Regions from separate parts of the Mus musculus genome. Here region 2 is linked to region 1. Evidence: chromatin contacts called from public promoter capture Hi-C data. All regions are on one chromosome and are shown on one strand. Each heading gives the region's core, a stretch centred on a gene start, on an enhancer-like site or on the middle of the called end of the contact. The rest is flanking DNA. Distances are from core to core; before and after follow the strand shown.

The links. Capture Hi-C pulls out chosen DNA fragments and counts their contacts.
Region 2: a contact with region 1 is called in a promoter capture Hi-C map of adipose tissue, with 2.1 times the contacts expected there. The contact joins the promoter of Polr2b here to the promoter of Clock in region 1. A contact is called at or near these places in 1 of 484 Hi-C or Micro-C datasets (muscle stem cells) and 1 of 9 other capture datasets (adipose tissue).

The regions. Positions count from the first base shown.
Region 1 is chr5:76,301,903-76,306,902 of GRCm38.p6, forward strand. It overlaps Clock (circadian locomotor output cycles kaput), which reads right to left and starts at 2,890. Exons shown (of 23, transcript NM_001289826.1): 1 at 2,753-2,890; 2 at 1,522-1,600. It overlaps Gm7467 (predicted gene 7467), which reads left to right and starts at 2,974. Exons shown (of 1, transcript NR_152171.1): 1 at 2,974-3,625.
Region 2 is chr5:77,307,621-77,312,620 of GRCm38.p6, forward strand. It overlaps Polr2b (polymerase (RNA) II (DNA directed) polypeptide B), which reads left to right and starts at 2,864. Exons shown (of 25, transcript NM_153798.2): 1 at 2,864-3,010. The coding sequence starts at 2,992. It overlaps Noa1 (nitric oxide associated 1), which reads right to left and starts at 2,466. Exons shown (of 7, transcript NM_019836.3): 1 at 1,287-2,466; 2 at 1-97. The coding sequence starts at 2,436.

The sequences.
Region 1 (5,000 bases), core at 1,640-4,139:
AGGAGGATTATCATGAGTTCAAGGCCAGTCTAGACTACACAGTAATTTCCATAACAGCCTGGGTTACTACACTAAGAGATTCTATCTTAACAACAAAAACAGAAGACAGCCTTCACTTACAGGATTCATACGTTAAAAGATTAGAAAAGAGCTACATACATGATATTCAAGTGAAAACTAAATGCCACTTTGCACTAGAGTGACTGTCATATATCTGCCTCAAACAGAAACAGCACAAACATCCTGGCCTACCAAATAAAAAAATACTGGTGCCCATGCAACTAGTCCCCATGGAATATTATTGTCACTAGAGGGAGTTTTTGAGTATTCCCTCCCTAAAATTGCATCCACTCTCACACAACACCCTTTCAACCTTAACCTTGCTGTCAAAATTACGCCTGCCAGCAGAACTAGACACATCATTAATATATGTTTACACAATCTGTTATCACAAATGGTTAGGTTTCTTGCATTTAATTCTGAATTCTGTTTTCCTTAAGAAATAATCACATACACAACACATGTACATACTCACACATATATACTCACACATATATACTCACAGACACTCTGACACACACACACACACACTCAAATACACATACATATATTTATATTTCACTGGGGTTCATGTCTGACTTCCTTGAAGAAAATAATAGCTTCCCACAAGAAAAGTCACTCAGCTAAATAAACTGGTTTATTATTATTGTAAACAGAATGTAAACATTGAGGTAGGGATCGACGAAAGGAAAAAAAAACTATAAAACTATAGTTTTTAAAAATATAAAAAGGAGGCACTATACTACCAAAGAAGCGCATTCCAACTTTAACGCCAAATGCAGTCATCAAGGGTTAGCAAGTTTTGAATTTGCCTGTGATTTCAGCATCGTAAAATGTAAACAACAATCAAGTTCACCTAAACTTTCTCCAGTTTACTTTTCAAATATTAAGAGAAAAAAATAGAGAATGATCAAAATTCCCTATAAAACCTGTTTATAAATCCATAAAACATTAAAAGAATAAGACTATAAGCACATAAAGCATTTCATTTTCCACCCTTTCCCATAACTATTGGTTTTCTAGTATTTATTCTAGGACTTCCTCATATTGACGAGCAACACAGGCTATATGTAGTCTATATGTGTACACACACACACACACACACACACATATATATATATACACACACACACACACACACACGCACAAATATGGACATATAGATTATATATAGTTACACATACAACAGGACACAATTCAGCTTTCTTTCACTATATGACAATTTTTTGTGTCCTTTTTTTCACAGGTGATCCTGCCAGTTCTTCAAGCTAACCTAGGCACATGTTTCTTTCTCCTAAGATTTTAAAACAAACCAGATTTCAAGTGTTCTGTGGGACTCAGAGACAGTCACGAATTAAGTTACAGCCTATTCATTTTTTTTCAATCAGATATGAATGGGGATGGTCTGTAATTTTCTCTAGTCGCTTTTAAAACTACAACAATGCAATCAAGGGAAATTACCTTGCTGGTGATTTTGGGAATCGTTGCCCTAGTCCAATCAACAACGCCTGTAAAAGTTTCTTCTTGTGCTTTTCTTTCACTGCAATAGAAAACACCAGAGTCTGTTGTTTTTAAAGCATCTAGAAAGGCTTCATGCAGTGTGTGGTTCGGCATTGCAATATCAAAACACCACGGCCTGATCTGTCATCTGTCAGGTCAGAGGCCAAAGCTCTTCCTTCATCTTTCAGGATTCTGCTGACTACCTCGGACTTCCACAGCGGCAGAAAACACCCCACAAAGATACAAACTTCGTGGCGCTACTCCCGGTACCGGGACAGCCAGGACCACATCCAGGACGGCCAGCCCCACAGGCAGAGCGCGGCCCGGCGCGGCGCACGCGACTCGAGTCGGACACCCGGGGCCCAGAGCAGCCCGCGGCCCGAGCCCCGGAACCAGGACCATTAACGGAACCAGCCCTGGGCGGCGGCGGCCGCCGCTCGGACTGCGGATCCCGGCGCGCGCCGGCCGCCGCGAGGGCGGGGGCTCCGCGGAGGAGCTGGCCGCCCCAGCGCCCCATTGGGCGCCGCTCCAAACGTGCCCGAGTGGTGACAGGAATAAAGTGGGTCACAAGGCCTAGCGGGTCCCGGGCGCGAGCGCTCTCGGCGGCCGACTCGGCCTGCCCCGCGCTAACCCCGCGCCCAGTCTCAAGCGCGACGCGGCCCCGGAACCCCCGGGGCCCGCGGGACCCACCGCGCCCCCCTGCCCTGCAGGTAACCCCCAGCGGCCCCGGGACACTTGGCGCAGGCCCGGCTGAGCGCGACTCTCCAGAGCTCCGCGCTCTCCGCGTCCCCGGACCCCGGCCGCAGCTCCTGCCTCCCGGCCTGGCCCGCACCCCCTTGGCGCCCCGCGCCCTGTTCCCTGCCCCGGTCCCACACACTGCCCCCCGCGCCCTCCCGCGTCCTCACCGTGCCTGAGGCTCCGGCTTCCTCCCTCCCCCGCCCGGGACTCTGCCCGCGGCGGCTCGCGACAGCCGAGCGGCGACAGCCGGGACACGCCACGGCTCCGGGAGCCGGCAGCACCAGGGGCGGCGAGTGCGCGCCCCCGACCCACCCCTCAAAATTCACCGCTACCGCCGCGCTCCTCCCCCTCCCGGCCTTCCCCTCCTCCACGGAACCCGGGAGCACGCATGCGCCACCCAGGCCAGCCGCCCGCCGCGCGCCGGGCCGAGGCCCACCCGGTGGGGCGCACTCACCGGGAGCGCGTGCGCGGCGGCGGCCAGATTTCCTTCGCGCTCTCGCCGTCCGGGGTTTCCTCTCTCCAGCCGGTAGCCGCCAGCCGAGTCCGTGATTGCGCTGCCTCCCGGCGCATGCGTCGTGGGCGCGGGGCTCCGCGGCCGGCCAGGCTCTGCACTCGCCCCTCCCCTCGCGGCCGCCTTCCCTCAGCGCGCCGGGCGCGCATGCGACTTTCCCCGTTAGGCAGCCCCGAAGCCGCGCCTGGGGATCCCGGGCACCCGAGGAAATCCCACTCTTGCAGGCCGGCGTGAGCTCGTTCCACGGCCGCCGAGGGAAGCCGGGATGCCCCGAGGCCCCCTTCCCTTCGCAGGCCGGGAGGCGGGGCCTAGCGGAGGGTGCGGCCGCCCGCAGCGCCCTGGGCGGCTCGCGGTTCCCCGGGATGCGGCGCTCCCAACCAGTGGGAGCCGCCGCCTGGAATGGTGCCTCTGTCCCCGGGAAAGCAGAGAGCTTGGCCTACGCCAAGTTAGACTTCTCCAGCCCAGTGCTCGGTTTCCTCTCCTGGAGGTTCGTGGGATGCCTGGGACTCGGTTTCCCGGCTCCTAGAGACACGCTAGGCTGGCTGCTCCCCGAGATGGACCTGGACGACCCAAGTGACCTCGGCTGTAGCCAGGGAAGCAAAAGGTCGGGATGTGTTTGCTCCTTTTATGAAAAGGCAGGAGGCACTGCAAAAGATGAGCATGGCGCTACGGATGAACCAGGACCCTAGTTTACACTGGTTTCTTAGCTACTGCACCCGAATTACTGGGAAAGAAGCTAATTCATAGCAATTTCTTTTAAAAATCAACTCGTACAGCAAACAGAAGGCAATAAATAAACCTATACTCTTTAGCTCCAAAAATCCTGTCTACAAGGTAATGTTTGTCTCAATAAGAATTAAGTTCTTGGTGTATATTCAGGAAAGAAAAAAAAAAAAAACCAACTTCAAAACTAGGAATTAGCTGCGATCCCCCCCCCCCCCCCCCAGCAATGTGAACTAGGAGGAGAATCCTCAAATTCCTGGCTACGTAGCCAGAACCCTGCCAGGAGAATCTTTCCTTGGCAGTCTTTGTACCGTTTCGCCATCGAAAGGCACAGTTTCTGCTGTCCTAATCCATCTGCTGCTCGCTTAGGTTCACGTCCTTTGAACCCACCCATTCTCCACTCTGTCCTTGTGGTCCAGGCAGGACACTGTGGAGGAGGAAACCTTGGGTTCTCTGTCTCAGGCTGGCAATTACTGCCAAGAAGATTGTTTCCCAGTGAACCTGATACTGAAAGAAAATAATCTTTTCTTGTGTGACTAATGAAAGAGCAGGCACCACGAAGGGAAAAACCAGAAAACAGATTAAAACATGGTGATATAGCCTAGATGCATGAGCGCTGAAATCGATGTGGGCTAGATTCCTTTGGAAAGTTCAGTTAAAGTAATCAATAAACTCGTGAATGTGTTTGTTTTATTGCTTAAAACCAATAAGAGCTTTTCTGCCATCTACAAGTTAGTGTCTTGATCACTGGTAGTAAAAAAGGGGCAGGAGGTAAGGGTACTGAGGCTGGTAAATAGGTTGCAGCCAAATGAATTTGAATGCTTTCCCTGGGTCAAATGTTTTGGCTTTATTCATTCTCTTTTTCTATTATAGTTCCTCTAGTGTGTGTATACACACTATATACATATATAATATATATACATATATATATATATATATATATCAAAATGACCTTTGCCCCCTTTAATGGTTTCATTGTCCTCTTAGTCACCTGTGACTCCTCCCTCGCTCACATTCTCTGTTTAATTATTTACCAAGACCTGTTGATAATCCCTTGATTTTCTGCTCAGTCCTCTGTCACTGTCTGACTATTTCCCACGGTTCAGTTTACGACTTTTCCCTCATTTAAAAAAAAAAAGTTTTTTTTAATTTCCCAACTTTAACACTGTGTTTCCAGTAAACAAAAGTTTTGCCTCATAGTTTCATAAATCCTAAATCTAGGTTCCCAATTCTAAACCATGGCCTTAAACACCATGTGCCTTGTTGTCATTTAAACTAAGTGTTTCCGGTTCTCTTTTCAACTGTCTTTTCATCAAGTTATTCATCTGTGAAATGATGTAACTTCAAGTTATTCATCTGTAAAAAAAAAAAAAATGTAAACTGCAGATAATAGTCTCAGTTCATAGAGCAATTGAGAGGCACTAGGTATTGACACTACCTGCTAAGTAAATCCCATCTCAAGTGTTGG
Region 2 (5,000 bases), core at 1,614-4,113, 1.0 Mb after region 1:
GCTTTGGTCGCATCTTCTTGAAGCCTTCTTTGTCTTTTGAACATTCTGTAAGGAGTCGGGTTGCAAATAGGAAACTTCAGGAGGTTTAATGTGGTGCCTGAAATACCAAAAGAGTATGTTTTTCAAAAAGAATGTGAGAGAAGAAACCCAAACATTTCTGATTTATTTCCTTTAATCTTCATGACAACTGCTATGTAATTATTCCATACCCTTTACAAATGAGAAAACAGGCCTGGTGACTGGTTCGTAGGCTGAGAATTTAGATACAAAATTTGCAAGTCCATTTTACCCCTGCTTTCCTACTTATCGTCTATATCAGTGGTGCTCAACTTTTCTAATGCTGTGACCATTTAGATAACATGGTTCCTCATGTTGTGATAACCCCCAATCACAAAATTATCCTTCGTTGCTACTTCATAACTGTAATTTTGCTATTGTTATAAGTTGTAAATAACTGTGCTTTCTGATGGTCTTAGGCAATCCCAGTGAGAGGGTTGACTCCCAAAGACGTCATGACTGTGCACTGCTGTAGTACACCCAAGGTACATAGACAGCTTTAAATACTCAGTGCCAAAGGGTAGCTAACGGAGTTAAACTCTGGTTTCAAGGGAACACAACCTAATTCCTAAGACTATAGCTCTCCAAGTATGCATGTTTCCCCTCCTCCTTCCTCAGCTTTTTCCTTGAGACAGGCTCTTGCATGGCAGCCTCAGGCTCTGCCTCCCTAGAGCCCTGATAACAGTGTCACCATGCCAAGCTGTTAGTTTCTCAGAAAACTGTCCTTTCTTCTTGAGATATCTCCCCACACCATACTGTATCAGCTCTTTTATATGTGTTACAGTCCAAGAATAAGTCAATTCAGGGGGTGAATGAAGAGTAAGATTGGGGGGTAAGGGGTCTTAGAGTAAAAAGAAAAGTTTATTTTGTTTATGGATCCCATGGTAGCCTCCAACGATGTAGCTGAGAATGGCTTTGATCTCCTCCTGCCTCCACCTCCCTAATGCTGGGGATACAGGAGTTTGCCACCGCACATCCTTTTGGATGCGGTAGACTAACTCAGGTTTCGTGCATGCTAGGCAAGCACTTTAGCCCCAGTCCCTCTAGAAACATCTCTATTAGAAAACCAAACATGCATCGAACTTCCAAACACTAACCTGTCACAAGAGGTATGTCCAAAGAGAGGAAAGACATTTTAAAGGGACGGCTCCAGGCAGCTCAAGGTGGACATTTAAGGATATGTACTAGGTGCCTGGGTCAAATCTAATTTCTCAGCAATGGGGCCTCACCTGGCCAGGGGGAGATGGTGGCCCGGTCGATGGCTTCGGAGCCCTTGGCGGTGCAGTAATCAGACTCCAGGAGTGTGTTAAAGAGAGTGGACTTGCCAGCATTAGTGGTGCCCACCAGGTAGACATCACCACGGTAGCGCCAGGAGCGCTGAAGAGCAGAGATCATTTCTTCAACTCCATAGCCCGTCTTGGCGCTGATCAGTCGCACGTCCTTGACTACCGTGCGGGACCTGGAGGACGGATTCTGATTCTTTATCTCCTCCAGTGGCTCATCCCCGGCAGGGTACTGTGGTCCTTGATGACCAGGAGCCACCACGAGCCCGGCGCGGATGCAATCGTCCCACAGCCGCTTCCGCAGCCGCTTCAAGTAGCCGGGAGCGTCCTGGGGCAGCAGGTCCACTTTGTTCCCCAGCACGATGAGTTGCTTGGGGCCCACCAGCTTGGGCAGGTCGGGCAGCAGGGCGTCCGGCAGGTCTAGAAGATTCACCATATAGAGCACCAGAGCCGGCCCGGGACGCCGCAGCGCTGCGCTCACAAGCTCCAGGTACTGATCGCGGCTTACCTGCAGGCGCAGGGCTCGTCCGTGGTGCACCAGCAGCCAGCAGCGTTGGCACACGGTCCGCGCCGGGCCGCCTTCCGCCTGGGCAGCGTCGCGGAACTTCTCCTCCGGCAGGTAGCCCGGCAGGCCGGGATGCTGGCAGTGCAGCTCGGCTCCGCAGCCCGAGCAGTAGATGCCGCTGGGCGGCACCGAGGCGTCTGGAAACTCCGGGACAGGCAGCGTCCGGAAGCCCGCCCGCAGCTTCTGCTGAAGCCGCTCCTCCCGCTGCTGCAATCTCTCTCGTTCCTTCTCCTGCTGCAGCTGCTGCAACTCCCGCAGCTCCTGCAACTCCCGCACTTGTTCCTCCGGGGTCCGCTCCGGGACGTACTCCGGGAACAGAAAGCGTTCCTCCGTGTCCGGGCCTTCTGCATAGTCCTCGGTCGCCGTGGAGCTCGGGGGAACCCGACGGCCCAAGGATGATGCACGCTGGCGGATGGGGACCTCACACTTCCCCTCCAGAAGCCACCGTGCTGGGCCGTAGCACGCAGCGGCCGGCGCGGGGCCCCGCCGGAGCCCGCAGAGCAGCCCGCAAGCCAGGCGCGCGGGCAGCATGTGGACAGCGCGAGGAGGGCGGGGCCTCGCGCGCGCACGCGCGCTCGCGTCCGAGAAGTTCCTCCCCCAGCGACTAGACGAGAGGGAACTGTCCAACAGTGCGGCCGATTCTCGCACTCTCGCGATGACAGCTCTGAAACTCGAGAGTTCAGGCAGACGTGCAAAGGCACGGACTCGATAGAGCTGGGTGAGCAGAAGGTTCTCCAGTGCTCAGTCCACACGCGGAGCCATTTCTTTCATAAATCTTCAAACAAATCAAAACACGCAGCAAGAAACTTTCATTAGCGTAACCTAACTTCTGGCTAAGGAGCCGTCTGTCCTCAGCGGCAGCCAGCTAGTCATCACTCGCGCATGCGTAGTTCAAGTCCAGCCAGACCCTTTGCCAGTCGTCTGCGCAGGCGCAAGCCTCACACCCCGCCCCCTCGCTGAGACGCCGAGGATTCTGGGAACGTCGGAGACGGACATTGCTTGGTATCGCACTCTTGAGTTTGCCGCCGCGCTTCCCGTCTCCAGCTTTGCGATTCCGAGTAAGAGCTCCAGAAACCTTTGGCCAAGATGTATGACGCCGACGAGGGTAAGTGACCGCTTGAGGCACGCTTCACGCTATAGCCCCTTAGGCGGGACGGCGGGGGACCTGCAGCAGGGATCAGCGCCAGCCGCCGCATCCCGTCCGTGGCGCGCGGGCTCCCGGCAGCCTGGTTCCTACGATTTAGCCCGGGAACGAAGTGGGCTTTGCTAGCGGTGCAGGCTCGGGGTTCACGTTCCTGGGTCGGCTTGATTGCTCCCTACACGGCCTCCCGTTAAATCTGTAACCACCTTCCAGAATCGACATAGCGTAGCTTATTAACTAACATTTAGTTGTTTGATGTTGATTGATTTCATTTATCATTTCAGTCGACTTATTGAATAGCTATTATTATTATTATTATTATTATTATTATTATTAAACGGCACAGGGAATTGAACCCAGGGCCTGTCTGCACATACTCTGCTTCTGAGCCATATTTCTAGGCCCAGGAAGCTCAATTTTTGACCACGTCCTTGTGTTAGACATTGTTAAACTCTGGACGTATTAGGGACAAAGAACGGGTTCTGGGTTGACATTCCTTCACACTGTCTTCAGTTTAAGTAAACTGCCTTAAAAGATGGCCTTAAGCGGTCACTTCCCACGAGATGACAGTTCTAGGATGGTATGTTTTCCATTTTCACGAGGACAAAATGGCTTTTTACTTTTTGTATGAACACTTCTTAGTCCTACCCATTTTATTTTCATGTTGTGTGTGTGTTTTTTTTAAGCTCCCTTTTCTCTGATCAAAAATCATTTTATTCCAGCTCCCAACTTTGTGGCTGTCCTATGCATTCCCCTCCCTCCCCCTTTTCTCATGGAAACAATAGAAGCAAACGCTTTAACTTTTAAAATTGCTTCAATGTCTCAGACCCATTCATACCTCATTAGAATCTATTAGAATCGTTATATTCTTTTTAAAGTTATTCTTACTTGAAGGAAATTTAGGAGCTTTAAAACCATATGACATTTATTTATTTTGTGCATATGTATGAATGTGGGCGCACTCATGGGGTGTACCATAGAGGTCCTGGAGTTTGAATTCAGGTTCATGGCCCTCAGACTATATATTTCTGTAGAGCATATTTCACTCTTCAGATACTTTTAACAGGAGCGTGATGCTCAAACGAAGCTTTCTTACTGGACTGGAGATGTAGCCTGGTGCTCGTACTGCCTAGTGTGGGCCATGCTCTGCAGTCAGTCTTAGGCATGGAGGGGGTGGGGGAAGGTCATACTATTTGGAAAGCTGTACAGGGCATGGTGGGCATGAGTTGACTCTCTTTCAGAGTTTCTGAATCAAGGGGGCTGGAGAGATGGCTCAGCAGTTAAGAGTACTTGTCGCTCATTCTTGCAGAGGACTTGGGTTTGGTTCCCAGAACGTGCTGTGCATGAATCTAGGAGATCCAATAGTACATATCCGGAGCCCATGCGTGCATGTAGGCATAAAGATCATATGCATAAAATAAAAGTAAACCTTGAGAAAATCTGTGGGATTTCTGACTGGAATGTCTGTAAGTGGCTCTTACAGTTTGGCATTATCAGCGAGCATTGGGAAAGTATTAGAAGCTTTTTAGTGACAGTTCTGGCCTTCAGAGCAAACAAGTCAGAATTGCAGTGCTTTTTCTGACCTTGTCCTGAAACCATGTGACCTCATTCTAGCCGCAGGCTTTACTGGAGAGTTGAAAATTATGAAAACCCATGGAGAGGATGTATAGACCCTTTATCTTTGTTTCTTTTTGAGACAGGGGCTCATCGTGTCTCTCAGACTGGCCTGTCATTTATGGTGATCCTTCTACTTCTTGCCTCCTGAGTGCTGGAACGGCAGGTGTGCACCAGCATGCCTGGCTGACTCCTTATCTTGATAGGAGGGGCAAGATCACAAAGAAGAGGGTTGGGAATCTTTGGAAAAGGCCAGGCATGTTGGCACATGTCTTTAGTCATAGGTTGAGAGGCAGAGGCAGGAGGATCTCTGTAAGTTTAAGGCCAGTTCTTGTAGCTA